2 separate regions of the Mus musculus genome follow, and region 1 is linked to region 2. Evidence: chromatin contacts called from public HiCAR-type data. All regions are on one chromosome and are shown on one strand. Each heading gives the region's core, a stretch centred on a gene start, on an enhancer-like site or on the middle of the called end of the contact. The rest is flanking DNA. Distances are from core to core; before and after follow the strand shown. Region 1 holds the start of Tmem150cos (transmembrane protein 150C, opposite strand). Region 2 overlaps Rasgef1b (RasGEF domain family, member 1B).

The links. HiCAR-type assays count read pairs that join an accessible place to other places.
Region 1: a HiCAR-type map of astrocytes shows a contact between it and region 2, with 5 times the contacts expected there. The contact joins the promoter of Tmem150cos here to the enhancer-like site in region 2. A contact is called at or near these places in 9 of 39 promoter capture datasets (the 3T3-L1 cell line, the C10 cell line, the HPC-7 cell line and 5 more), 1 of 15 datasets of contacts at CTCF or cohesin (the NIH/3T3 cell line), 9 of 484 Hi-C or Micro-C datasets (the HL-1 cell line, the HPC-7 cell line, cerebellar granule neurons and 6 more) and 3 of 115 datasets of contacts at active chromatin or transcription factors (astrocytes, embryonic basal ganglia and embryonic forebrain).

Annotation. Positions count from the first base shown.
Region 1 is chr5:100,075,075-100,082,152 of GRCm38.p6, reverse strand. Tmem150cos (transmembrane protein 150C, opposite strand) reads right to left here and starts at 4,191. Exons shown (of 5, transcript NR_045993.1): 1 at 4,013-4,191. Tmem150c (transmembrane protein 150C) reads left to right here. Exons shown (of 8, transcript NM_001382851.1): 8 at 2,092-4,281. The coding sequence ends at 2,300.
Region 2 is chr5:99,216,451-99,223,644 of GRCm38.p6, reverse strand. It overlaps Rasgef1b (RasGEF domain family, member 1B), which reads left to right. Exons shown (of 14, transcript NM_181318.4): 11 at 610-705; 12 at 1,204-1,327; 13 at 2,212-2,284; 14 at 4,847-6,225. The coding sequence ends at 4,871. Among named protein-coding and RNA genes, the nearest start is that of Rasgef1b, 33 kb to the left of the region's middle. Within about 2 kb of position 5,109, at least 20 of the 459 cell types and tissues checked have an H3K27ac peak or open chromatin away from gene starts, as enhancers often do. A contact at or near this core is called in astrocytes, where this site is marked.

The DNA.
Region 1 (7,078 bases), core at 2,942-5,441, 860 kb before region 2:
AAGCCTGCATCCGGAACATACTTCCCTCAGCAAGGCTCTGTCTTCTAACAGTTCTGTAATTTTCACAAACAGAACCCCCCAGCTGGGGATGAAGTTTTCAAATACACGAGTCTGCGGTTGGCATCTATCATTCAAACCCCAACCCCACCCCACCCATTACTTACACTGAGCACAGAGCAGATGAAAAGAAATCAGCTTTTATTCCTAGTAAAGGGGGTTCGAATGGCTCGGGCCTTGTCTACACCCTGTAGTAACCAACAGCTACTCAGGCAGGTTCTCCTCAGAAGAGGGAGTCACAATTCCTAAATGGTCACCCACAGCTAACACTTACACACCCCAGTCAGCAATACCCAGTGCTTGCTGAGCGCTTACCCCGTCTAGGCATCGTTCTAAGCTCGTGAAATGTATTGATTCTTTCAATCAGAGGTTGAGCTTCACAGGTAGGCTAATTTGTCCAGGATCCCACAGATTGTAGCTACCTGATGCCACATGGTCAAAGAAATCAAAGCTGCCATGTCCCCAACGAGTTAACCCAGCCCTGGTGACATTTTCTACCCTCAGTCAGAAGAATGTGCAGACTGTCTGTGACTCTGGGGCTGACAGTTAATGGTTCCGATTTGGTTGCATCTGAACACTTGGAAGCGCTGCTGCCTAAGTTAGGGTTTCTATTACTGCGACAAAAACACCATGACCAGAAAGCAAGTTGGGGAGGGAAGGGTTTATTTGGCTTACACTTCCATATTGCTCTTCATCACTGAAGGAAGTCAGGACAGGAACTCAAACAAGGCAGGATCCTGGAGGCAGGAGCTGGTACAGAGTTCATGGAGCTGTGCCTACTGGCTTGCTTTCTTGTAGAACCCAGGATGACAAGCCCAGGAGTGGTATCACCCATCGTTGGCTGGGCTCTCCCCCACTGTTCACTATTTGAGACACTGCCCTACAGCTGGATGTCATGGAGGCATTTCCTCACCTGAGGTCCCTTCCTCTTATGACTCTAGCTTGTGTCAAGTTAACACAAAACCAGGGAGTCCAGTTGCTTAGTGTCTGGGTTTCCTGAATCCAGGTTGAATCAGGAGAGTAAAGATTGCTGAAGTAGTTCCACCTGCTCTTGCAGTCTCTGGAAGTCCCTGAAGATAGGTCTGTGCATTAAAGACAGAGCACGGGTCTAAGTCCACAGATAAATCCAGGGGGCATATCTGATTTTTCTGAACAAATGTTTTTGGTTCTTAGACTGTTTGTATTTCACCAAAACATGCTGTGAGCTTTTGCTCTCTGCTCAGCCCCCATACTTCCATATCCATGGTCATATGTGTGTGCACACACTATATGTATTACACACATATATATTTCTTTGATATGGGTATATACACATTTAGGGAAAGGACTGTCATCTAATATTTTATTGGTCTTTTGAGATTATTTTGGGTTTTTTTCAGAAGTTTTTAGATTTTAAGTTTATTTTTACATGTATGACTGCTTTGCCTGCATGTGTGCATGCTTGAATATATGTGAACCAACTTTATACCTGGTGCCTTTGGAGGTCATAATAGGGCATCGTGCTTTATTTAGTACTGGAATTACAGATGGCTTTGAGCCACCATGTGGGTGCTAAATGAGCTCCATGGAAGCTGAGAGGATGGCTCCATGGTTAAGAACACGGTTGATCTTTCAGAGGACCAGGGTTCAGTTCCCAGAATGCATGTGGGGCGCATAACCACTCATAATTCCAGTTCCTGAGACCTAATGCCCTCTTCTGAATATCAGACCGATCAGGTGTAGCCCATTAGTTTGTCCTTGGGGGTGTGATAGGTGGCCAAGATTGGTGGATTGTGTAAATCCACCAACTCGTGCCTGTATGAGTGACTTCCAGCAAGCTCCCCACTTGGCCTCCATTTCTTGACTCTCAGTGATGTTACAGGAGATCATCTGTGAACACATCTAGAAGCATGCCCAGCGCGGCACACAGCTCAATACAGTCTAATACCACATGCAATTATCAGCTTCAGCGAGCCCTGCTGCTGTTAGCTTGCCCAGTGATGGGAAGACTAATGTGGTTATGCCCGATTACCTTCCTTAACTCCTGTGCCCTAGATTTCATCCTGATGGCCCAAGATATCCACATGTACGCAGCCAGGGTCCAGTGGGGCCTGGTCATGTGCTTCCTGGCGTACTTTGGCACCCTGGCTGTGGAGTTCCGGCACTACCGCTATGAGATTGTGTGCTCCGAGTACCAAGAGAACTTCCTGAGCTTCTCAGAAAGCCTGTCAGAAGCTTCTGAATATCAGACGGATCAGGTGTAGCAACAGTTTGTCCTTGGGGGTGCGGTGGGTGTGGCAACAGGGGAGGGGCCAGGAGGATACACTCACGGGACTCGACACATCACCTCACGATGCTTTTCACACACACACACACACACGGATGCACACTCACGGCCATATCTGACAGAAGAGCTTTTCAGGGCAGGTTACTTCTTTCTTGAACAAGCACAAGCCCTCATGTATGGAAATACACGCTGTCACACCGAAAACATGCACGACAGAGCCAGAAGCTTGTGCATGACCACCTCCCCGCCCCCCACGCCCTCCCAGCAGGCCTTGCGCTTCTCATCCTTTTCCCGGTTCCAACCTGGCATCTTCCTCCTGCAAAGTAAGGCCGGCCGAATGTAAAGTGAGAGTCAAGCCAGCTCCCTAAGTCGCCTTCAGGTTGGAAGGGTTTGAGGCGAGCACGAGGGGAACTTGAGTGGAAACCTAGGAGCATCTGGCTGCATGCACCCCGCACTAAAGCTGGCCGTGGCCTGAGAGGCGTGGGCAGAGCTTTCCCATCAGTCTGACATCATCACTGTTCAGCGGTCGGCTTTGTGGATCCAGAGAGAGAAGCATGCTACAGAGAGTGAGCGGGAAAGAAGCCGGCCACCAGCATTTGGACTTGAGTCACTCTGCCTGAGGAAGATCTCCAAACGTGAATGCTACCGGGGACAGTCAGCCGCGAATGGCACGAGGTACGGCTGAGAGGGCGTGGCTTGGTTTTTCCTTCCACAGTGCATCACCCACAGTTCCAGTTTGCATTTTCTTTTTGAAGTGCCACTCTCACGGGTCTATGTAGGCCTCGTGGGCAAAGGTGTGGACCAAAGGCAAGAACCTTGTTTTGGCTTCAAGTATGAAAGGGGTATACGTGCAAGCTTAATTTATATCTGAAGAAATAATAAGAAAAAAAGATTCTCGAAGAATCGCAAAAGAAATCTACATGGAGGTGAAAGGTATGAGGGCTCTGAGGAAAGACAGGAGGTTAGCCCTCTTGCTGCTAGTCCAACCCAGGGGAGATTTTAACATCCGTGTGTTGCTCAAATTTTATAGTTTGAGGACTGGGGACTTTAAATTAAATTTGGAAGTTATAGAAGCAAATTAAAAACATCGCCCTCCCGCAAATCACATTGGCACAAATGGAGCTGCAATACTGCTAAGCTGTTCGGAGATGAGCCCAGAGGTGCAGGAGTTCAAGGCCATCCTAGATCCCTGTGCCAACAACAGAGTGCCAAGTGCACAAGCACCCCCTCCCCCAACCAAGTGCACAAGCACCCCCTCCCCAACCAAGTCACAAGCACCCCCTCCCCAACCAAGTCACAAGCACCCCCTCCCACATTGTTTCAAAAAACTCTCCAAACTCCTAGGGGGCTCAGACAGCCCGGAATGTAATGTGGAAAACGTTGTTTTGTAAATTCACCCTGAAGTATAGCTTCCCAAGGAAGGGTTCAAATGCTAAATCTCCGCCCCCCAGCATAGCGCCGAGCACGAGCACACAGTAAATGTCCAAATGAACAGATTTGCTGCTCGTTTCTGAGTGGAGGTGAGGAGCATCAAAGAGATTCAGAGACAAACGACAGAGTGGAAGACAGAGTGAAGAAGGAGGGGGAGGACTCATCACTACAGGGCAGGGCAGGGCAGGGAGTGAAAAGCCCCCAGTGGTGTGAGAAAGCCTCGAGTAGAGTATTCTCTTATTAAAAAAGGCGTCTTACCGTAAATACTCCAGGGGGATGTCTGTTAGTTTTGAAACTGCTATGAGGTTTCTCTTCTTTCCTCCTTTTCACTTTTCTATTTTAAAGATTTTTATCAAAGAACAAACGGTTTTATTTTACTCTCCACACTCCAAGTAAAGAGCTTTCGGTGACACACTTCTCTGCGTTCTTAAGAGTGTGCAGCAGCAGCAGCGGCAGCAGCAGCATCCAGCCAATACTGACATTACTCACTGGGACCTGGCCACTGAATAAAGGGGTTTTATGCTAAATCCTGACTTCCTTGTTTCTTACACTAACAGTTCTTCGTGGGTGTGCACGTACACGTCCGTGCTTGCTGTGGATAGCTTGCAGAACACGTTCTTTAATGCTCATTCTATTGTGACGGATACAGTTCAGGATCAGTCAAATGGAAGAGGTGCATGGGTGAAGAAGGCAGGCCTGGGGCTGGCTCCCTTGCCCTCAGTGCACCCCAGGCTCTCCATCCCAGCTGCCCCCCAACCTCCCGGAAGTAGGTAGGCTGGAGGTCTAAGCACCTGGTGAGCAGCCTCATCCTAAAGTTACCTCAGTAGCATGAAGTCTGGTACAAACAGAAGATGTTCATTATGAATAAAACACTGCTGTTCTGTCCTATGGGTGTTAGGAATTCCATGGCAGGAATGGAATCGAAAGCCAAACATCTTGTCTGAGAAAATATTTTTTGTACAATAAAGTTTTAGCATATTCTTTCTCTCCTCCCTGATCTTCCCCACCCCCACGTCCAATTTCTCTCTTCATAAGAAGCTAAAATCAAAGCAAACTAAAAAGAAAACCAGTAAGGCAAAACGCAGTGTCTTAGTCAGGGTTTCTTTTTTTTTTTTTTTTTTTAAAGATTTATTTATTATATGTAAGTACACTGTAGCTGTCTTCAGACACTCCAGAAGAGGGCGTCAGATCTTGTTACAGATGGCTGTGAGCCACCATGTGGTTGCTGGGATTTGAACTCTGGACCTTCGGAAGAACAGTCGGGTGCTCTTACCCACTGAGCCATCTTACCAGCCCCTTAGTCAGGGTTTCTATTCCTGCACAAACATCATGACCGAGAAGCAAGTTGGGGAGGAAAGGGTTTATTCAGCTTACACTTCCATGCTGCTGTTCATCATCAAAGGAAGTCAGGACTGGAACTCAAGCAGGTCAGGAAGCAGGAGCTGATGCAGAGGCCATGGAGGGATGTTACTTACTGGCTTGCTTCTTCTGGCTTGCTCGGCTTGCTTTCTTATAGAACCCAAGACTACCAGCCCAGGGATGGCACCACCCACAAGGGACCCTCCCACCTTGATCACTAATTGAGAAAATGCTTTACAGCTGGATCTCATGGAGGCATTTCCCCACCTGAAGTTCCTTTCTCTGTGATAACTCCAGCCTGTGTCAAGTTGACACAAAACCAGCCAGTATGCAGAGATCTCACAAAAGGACGTGGGGTGTTTGTGTGTACGTGTGTTAGCACATGGAATCTGCCCAGTTGTGTTGTTGACATACCCAATGACACTCCATTTGAGGAAGCTGTGTGTCCCAGAAAATACCAGTTATGGGTATCTTCCTGGTTAGGAGTAGGAAGGACTTTTTGTCTGCTCTCCTTCCTCAGGGCTGGGATGTTGTCTGGTTTGAACCTACACAGGCCTTGTGTCACTGTCACCGGCTCTGAGTTCACATGTGTGTTCTAGACATCAGTTCTATGGTGTCTAGAAACAGTTTCTTTGGGATCATCACCTCTGGCTCTGACTCTCTGCCTCCTCTTCTGCATAGAGGGGTCTTGAGAGAAGGGGTCTTCTTTCTTTCTTTCTTTCTTCCTTTTTAAGATTTATTTATGTCACTGTCTATGTCTTGAGACACACCAGAAGAGGGCATCAGATCCCCAAATGGTTGTGAGCTACCATGTGGTTGAGTCACCATGTGGTTGCTGGGAATTTAACTCAGGACCTCTAGAAGAGCAGTCAGTGGTCTTAACCGCTGAGCCATCTCTCCAGCCCGAGGGAAGGGGTCTCGATAAAGGCCTCCCAGTTAGCGCTAAGTGCTCCAAACTCACTCTCTGCACACTGTCCAGTTGTGGGTCTCTGCTAATTACCATCTACTCAGAGCAGCAGCTTCTTTGATGAGGGCTTAGTCTGTGAGCTATGGTATAGAAATGTGTCATTAAGAACCACTGTACTGCAGTGGGGTCTCCCCTAGGCTCATGACATTTAGGCCCAGTTCTTGGCCATCTTACGCAGTATTTTGTACAGGTTCCATGTCATGTCATCTGGGTTACCAAAGATCCAAAGTGATAAGTACCATATTTCCCCTTACATATGGACGTCATCTTTTAAGTTTTAGATATGTGTGATTCAATCCAAAAACCACAGTGGTTAGGTAGCTGGTCAGGGACGGGGGTTGGGAGGCTGGGCATAGGAATGGGATCTTCCAACCCTTTTTATTTTTAAACGATCTCACACAAATACAGATGGAGCTCAGTGTGACCCCTTAGAGCTGAAATTCACAGCACTCATAGGAAGCCATAGCTGGGGCATCTTCATACAGAATGAGCAGCCCTGGCTGTCAGGGAACAAAGTCCCACACATACTGAGTTTCCTGTTGTCCAACTGAGCCTCTCGAAGGAGAAAAGGCCAGAAGTATTTAATGGTCATCCCAGCATTAGAGAGGCAGAGGCAGGAGGGCTGGGTTCCACTCTAGAATGAGCTACATAGTAAGACCCCTATCTCAAACAAGGAGAGAAGGAAGATTAAAGTATTGCCATATATCAACCCTTCCGAGTTATCCAGTCCAGATCTCCATCCTGCTTGGTCCACTCTTTACTAATTAACGACATCTCCACTGTAAGGCATCTCAGTTTTAACCCTTTATCTCAAGCCCTTAAACCCACCCTTGAACAGTTGTCCTGTGTAAGTTAAAGATGTGCGTCTTCCAATCGTTACAGGGGTCTCTTTCCCCTTACTCCTGTATCTGTTCTCACAGCCAATATTTGTGGGGAAACCCAAACAAAGTGACCTTTGAAGCTGAGTGCAAGCCAGGCATGACAGCGCACACCTTCAA
Region 2 (7,194 bases), core at 3,860-6,359:
GCAGCATGTGAAGACTCGCTCTCTCATGTAGCCAGGTTTCTTCTACAGGAGATGGTAACAACTGCTTAAAACCTTCAGCTGTCACAGACGGTAACAACTACTTAAAACCTTCAGCTGTCACATTATCTTGAGAAATGGCGTCAGGAGGAAAATATAAAACCAACCAACCAAACAAACAAACAAACAAGCATAGATGTCTAATGATGGGGTAATATAGAGCATAGGAAGAAGATGGGTCATGTGCCTTTAAGACTACTATAATTAAGGGGTCCCTAAATGAATAGAGTTCTTTTAGGTGCTTCTATTTCAGCACCTAAAGTAAACATTGAAGAAAATAGGAAAATCTGAACAAAAAGTATTGACCCATCCACTTGCCAACAATGCTGGTCCCTACTGTGCTTAGGTGTTGGTGACATTTGTATCCTAGGCTAAGCCGTGGAAGGCAGTGAAGTGTGTAGCGTGGAGCATACAGGAACAGTGTACCGTAATTCACCATAATTCACCGTGGCCTTTCATGCAATGCACGTTAACGTTGCTCATGTATCCCTTCTATCTGTGACAAGAGACTATTTATTTACCCAGACAAACTCTGAATCTTTTTCTTTCTAGATTGTGATACCATTCTTCAGTCTCTTAATCAAAGACATTTATTTCCTCAACGAGGGCTGTGTCAACCGTCTTCCAAATGGCCATGTCAACTTTGAGGTGAGTGGAACGAAGTAGGATGTGAATATCAGTAAGGATCAGGCTTGGTGGCACACTCAGGAGGCAGAGGCAGGAGGATTACCCCAAGTTTGAGGCCAGTCTGGTCTACATAGTGAATTTCAGGGCAGCAGTGTGACATAATGAAAGTCTGTCTCAAAAACTAAAAACTTAAAAACAAAAGCCAGAGGGCGTTGTTTCTCAGTGCCCCAGCCTAGCAGCAAGGCCGATTCTGCAGCTCAGAATAAACTTGCTATTGGCCTGCTGTCTATAAGAAAATGAGAGCACCAAATAGCACAGCTGCCATTCCACCCGGTGGCACTGTCGCTTGTGAGAATGTGAGTGATCTTCCATTCCCTAGCTAGCAAACACAGTGCTTATTAAATGAGGACGAGACGATGACTCTGAAGTTCCCAAACTGGGTGCTTTTCAAATGGAATTGTGCCCCGCAACCCAATAATTCTTGACCATTACCCTTAAAATCCTTTAATTCTCTTTCAGAAATTTTGGGAACTGGCCAAACAAGTGAGTGAATTTATGACATGGAAACAGGTGGAGTGTCCGTTCGAGCGGGACCGGAAGGTCTTACAATACCTGCTCTCCGTGCCTGTATTCAGTGAAGATGGTGAGTCTTTGGCTTGTACCTGCCCCAGATGCCCCCAGATGAATGCCGGTACTTGGCTGCCTCTCGTGAATGATGCCAGGCCTCTGAGCTGATCCAACCTTTTCCATCTGCTGCATGGACAGTCTTATAGTTTACCCCTAAAATGTTTTCACTTTGTAATCAGCCAAACATAGGACATTAGACATCTTTCCTAATGCCTGTCCTGCCAAATGATAAGCATGCTATTGGGAAGCTGTTAAAAGGTATTTGAAAAAGGTGTGGATAGTGTTGACCTGTTAGAACACTGGACAATGGAAGAAGAGGAAATGCCTGGCTATGTGTAGGACAATTCCTAAGTAGTCCATAGAACACTTAGTAGGGAGATTACATACTTGTTGACGCTATCTGCAGTAATGGCTGGCAGACATCTTGAATTCATATTGCCTGTTTGGGGGTAGGCAGCTGATTGTTTTCATCTCTGTAAATAAGATTAACAACAACTTTTACAACCTTGAGATGTAAAAGCTCTCAAAGATCTTTTGGATTTAAACAATCTACACGTGATTTCTGTTAGTGAGCCGAGGGTGCCAGGAAAGAGGCATGGCCCTTCCTTTCAGAGAGAATATAAATCTGAGTGTGCGGCGGGACAGTACAGTTTGCATTTTGAAAGCTTCTTGCCTCATATATTCTTTATTAATTAAGGGCCTTCTCAGCTCAGAGCCATGGGGTTGCCCATGGCTAGTCAGAAGCAGAGAGCTGCTCTGTGTTCTTCAGGATAACTCAGTGTATCTGAAGGGTGTACTGGAGCATAGGCTCAAAGCTGAGTAGGCCTTTTCAGCACTGGGGTTAATGGTATCAGGAGATGGCTTCAATCGTAACCCTTTGTCTCCTTTGGTTGATTGTAGCGCTCTACTTGGCTTCATACGAGAGTGAAGGACCCGAAAATAATATAGAGAAGGACAGATGGAAGTCTTTAAGGTGAGTCTCAATGCTTCTTATAATTGTGCTACTTTATAGGAAACATTGGCTTTACCTCAGGAAAGCCATATGCGTGCCTTGTTGTAGGAAGGCCCCACCGACCTGTTTGGCAGAGTCTAAAAGCCTACTTTATTTAGGGTTCTTAAGTGTTTCAACTTCCCTTCTAACCCACGAACCAGAGGTAGGGGAGAAAAATGTTAATAGGGAAAGCGTCTTGTGGACCTGTTTAGAAGTAGTTCCTAGGGGTGATTCCACTCTGTTGTCAGTTCAGTCTAAAGAGCAAACACCAAACATGAATCAGCAGTAGTGGCTCAATCCAGCAGAAACAGCAAGGCTCTGCCGATCAGTATGAGTCAGCAGAAGCAGCCAGAAGCAGCTGGAATACCGTGAGAAGTTCTTTGGCAAGTTTCTCTCTGTGAAGTGAAGACCAACAAAACATTGCAGGTGTGGCAATGCAAGAGCATCTTTTTGCTGTCTGTGGGGTTCTCCTTATACTCTTTCCAAATATCACTCACCCTCTTAAACATCTGCTTCAACAAAGCATCCTCTCACAAGACAGCTTCCAGAAAAACATCACGTGATATACCTGAGTTTCCAAAGCAACCAGGAATCTCCACTTCAGAGTCTTGCCTTCAGGTTACAGAATCACTGTGGCTTGGGAATTCTTGGTGCCTTTTATTTCTTCTTTACCGTGGCAGATAATAGCAGGATTCCAGTTCCTCCCTGATGACGTAATGGAATATGGAATTGAAATTACCCCATTGTATAGTACAACAAAACAAACAAGTTTAAAAAAAATTTTTTTTTCTTTGTTTAAAAGTTCAGACTGGGGTGTGAAGAGATGGCTCAGAGGTTAAGAGCACTGACTGCTCTTCCAAAGGTTCTGAGTTCAATTCCTAGCAGCACATGGTGGCTCACAACCATCTGTAATGAGATCTGATACCCTCTTCTGATGTGTCTGAAGACAGTTACAGTGTAAACATATACATTAAATAAATAAATAAATCTTTTTTTTTTTTAAAGTTCAGGCTTTATTTTTGAACAGTTTAAAAGCTCTAGTCTTAAAGCTATTTGGGTGGGATCCCAACAAAAACACTGACTAAAATTAATATCAGTTAAAGTTGGGATATCAGTTAACAATCAGAAATCAGGTCTCCTTTGGTTTGAGAGAGAGAATCTGAACTTAAAATATAATTTGTAGGTTAAAAAAACAACAAACCTTTGGCTATTCTATTAGTATTTTTAAACAAATTTGCAAGTATTTGTATTTTAAGCATGTAAGATATTTTAATAGGCCAAAAAGCAGCCAGGACATAATATAATACCAGATGATCAAGACTAGTTCAGACATACACCAAAGTCAATGCCAATATGGGCAGTGTGGTGAAATAGCCCAGACTTATAGTCTCAGCACTCAAGAAGCTGATGCAAGAGGAACTGAGTTTAAGACCAGCACAAGCTCCAGGGTCAGACCGTATGTCACAAAAACAAAGGAAAAATGGAGTATTAACTCCTTTAATTTATATTTTAGGGTGAACTTTGCCTATCATGTTTCTTCTTTGTCATCACCCTCTTCCCCCCACCTCCGGTCCCCAAACAAGCAGGGCCTTTGGTAAGATTCTTAGTACCTGAAACCTTGCCGTGGATAAGTAGACAGATTGGTTCTGCAAGATACTCAGTATCTGAATTGCTCATGGATTCCTGAGTTACAAAAACCCAAGCCTACCCATAATTTCTTTATAGTTACTCAGTTCTGGTGTAGATCAGAAGTTAGGTTGCAAATCCAAGGTTTGACAGGAAAGACTGAATAGTATAGCTCAAGGCTCTGTGCACTGCATTTAATATATGTAAACCAAAGACTTTAGCGGTGGGACTAGAACATCATGTGAGAAAGGCTGCATCCTGGCTGAATCCAGACACGCGTCCGGGGATCTGTTTACAGCCGTATAAGCTCAGGGACAATCTTTTTCTGGCCGGCGTGTGTTTGAGAGTCGAAAGCCAGGCATGTCGGCACACCTAGACCCTTAGGTCTTGGGAAGCTGGAGCAATAGAACCACATGTTTGAGGCTAGCCTGACCTACAGAGTGCGTCTGGTCTCCAGGTTCCTGCCCTGACTTCCTTTGAGGGTGGCCTGTGACGTGGAAGCGTAAGCCAAATAAACCCTTCCCTCCCCCAGTTGCCCATGGTTATTGCATTTTATCACAGCAGTTGAGGCCCTAAGACGTAAGTAAGCCTGTGAACCAGACGCGTGTCACACGTACATAAAAGTTCATTGTCATTAATGCTGTGCACTTTTTGATTTAATAGAATACCACTCAAGGTAGAGATTACCGTAGGCAGTGCTTTGGCTGTCTCCATTAATAACTAGTAAGTGTCCAGCAGTCTTGCCTGAAGGACCATTCAGGACGTCAGTCCTTGATCCCTAACCCATCATTTCAACTCTGTGAAAACGACACATTTAAAAACGTAGCAGAGATGAGCACTAAGAGATGAACACTAAGCAAGGCATTCCGAGCCAATACAACTGGACCTCTGCCTTAAAGTGTTTCCTTTATTCCACAGGTCCAGCCTTTTGGGCAGAGTTTAACATCTGGAAAATGCTGCTGCTGCTGTTGCTGCTGCTGCTGCCACTGCTGCATCAGAGGACCCTGGAGGGGCTGGCCTTTGTTTTCTGGCATCCAGTACTAGGGACTGCCTCCCAGACCCTGCAAGCAAGCCCAGCTGTAGATCAGACGGGAAATTCATTTCCCACAGCTGACAGATGGACTTGGATCTCTTTTGAGACTGAAATCGTCACTGAAGACACTTGAGGGAGAATCTTCTGAAAGCCCCGGCTCTGCGCATGATTCATCTTCTGGAATTTCCATGTGAATCACAGCTCTGCACCTGGATGGACTTTTGTTTGTGATATATTTTTTTTTTTGGCCTGAACATTTGCTGCTAATGGAACTTACACAGAGTGCGGCTCTATGGAAGCCCAAGTTTCTTTGTTAATTTAAATGAAAAAGGGAGAGGGAGGGAGGGGAAACCCCTCCCACCCACCAAGTTTGGATCCTGGACCTCAGCTTGAACAGTATTCCAGTGAGGGCAAAGATTGGGTGGGGTTCTACTGCAGACATCCCCTTACCCAGTGCGGTATTGTCAACACCCCTCCCCCGTCCCCCTCTTCCTCCAAGGCTTTGAGTTGGCTGCTGGCTAGCAAACTCCTTCTTACCCATTAAGTTATTTAATATAATAATGAAGCGCAACACTGTGGTAGGAAAATAGCCACTAGGGGGGAAAAAAGGCAGAGATTGTCACTGTCGGACTGCCCATCCTGCAGGAAGGGTCACTGTAGGATTGCTCATCCTGCGGGAAGGGACCATGTTTTCTTTACCCTTCTGAGCTGTTTACAGCTGACCACTGTGTCCTATAGATGTATTTTTCAGTAGGTTTTGTTTTTGTTGTTGTTAACTTAGTTTTCCATGATGCTGCCCCATCCCCATAAATGTAAATGCTATGACTTTAAGGGTCTTGGGGGGAGGATCCATGACCTAAACACAGTCGTTTTTTTTTTTTTTCCTAACTTATTTTTCATTATTCTCTGGAGTCAGTTGGTGGCTAAACATATAAACAAGGAATCCATTAAGAAAACTTACCTCCTCGCCCCGCAGCAGTGACCAAATGCAAACCAGGTTGCTGATAATTCTGATCAACTTTAACATCTAAATTAGGTCTGTAGTTGTTCTGCAGGCAGCCATTACGATACTCTAGGAGAAACTTTAGAGTAGTGATCCCCTGCTAATGAAAATGCACAATGCCAAGTTCCAGCCATGTTGGTTAACCCTTCTGACGCCATCCTGAGAATCAGCATGTCTTAACCGTGCGTCATCTCAACAGGCTTGGCCTGTCTCCAAGTTGTCCCTTCACAATGTCAATACATTTTAAGCTCTGCAGCCAGGAGTTGTGGCGTCTTCTTTTGCTTTCTGGATGGAATTGTGGGTGGAGGGATGGGCTCATAGCCATAGCCATTCAACTGGTTCAAAATTCATCCACTCCTGAGGGAAAGACCTTAGGAATATAGGCACAGATGCGCGTTTGTTTTCTACAAAGAAATCCTAGGCAACATTCAGCCACTAATATTTTTCAGACACAGTCTAAGGTTTGTAGGCACAGATGCAAACATCGTCCTTTTCACCCGTAGTTATTGTCTTAGTTAGGTTTCCATTGCTGTGAAGAGACACCATGACCAAGGCAACTCCTATAAAGGACAACATTTAATTGGGGCTGGCTTACAGTTTCAGAGGTTCAGTCCATTATCATCATGGTGGGAAGCACAGCAGTATCTAGGCAGGCATGGTGCTGGAAAGAGAGTTCTACATCTTCATCTGAGGGCTGCCAGGAAGAGACTCTTCCGCCCTGGGTGGAGCTTAAACATAGGACTTCAAAGCCCAAGCCCACAGTGATACACTTCCTCCAACAAGGCCATACCCATTCCAACAAAGGCCACACCCACTCCAACAAAGGCCACACCCACCCCAACAAGGCCACACCCACCCCAACAAGGCCACACCCACTCCAACAAGGCCACACCTCCTAATAGTGCCACTTCTTAGGGCCAGGGTACAGAAGAGGAAATGGATATATTTTGATGGAGCCCACAGACCTAATGAGAGGCACAGGATTGAAGTGGGCCTTTTAATTCAGAGCAGAAGCTATAAACCACCATGGCATCTCAAGCTTTTGTGTCCTTGTGGATGGCTTGAGGAATCTTGTTTCCCTGCAGATTTCCAACCTGCAAATGGGGCCCTTGTGATGCTGAGGTCCTGGATCCAGTTTAAGACTCCAGCTAAAAATATAATTCCAAGGTGGTTTGAACGGGATTTCTGTAACCATGGTTACCATGCTCTTGTTTTACTATCCTGATGTAC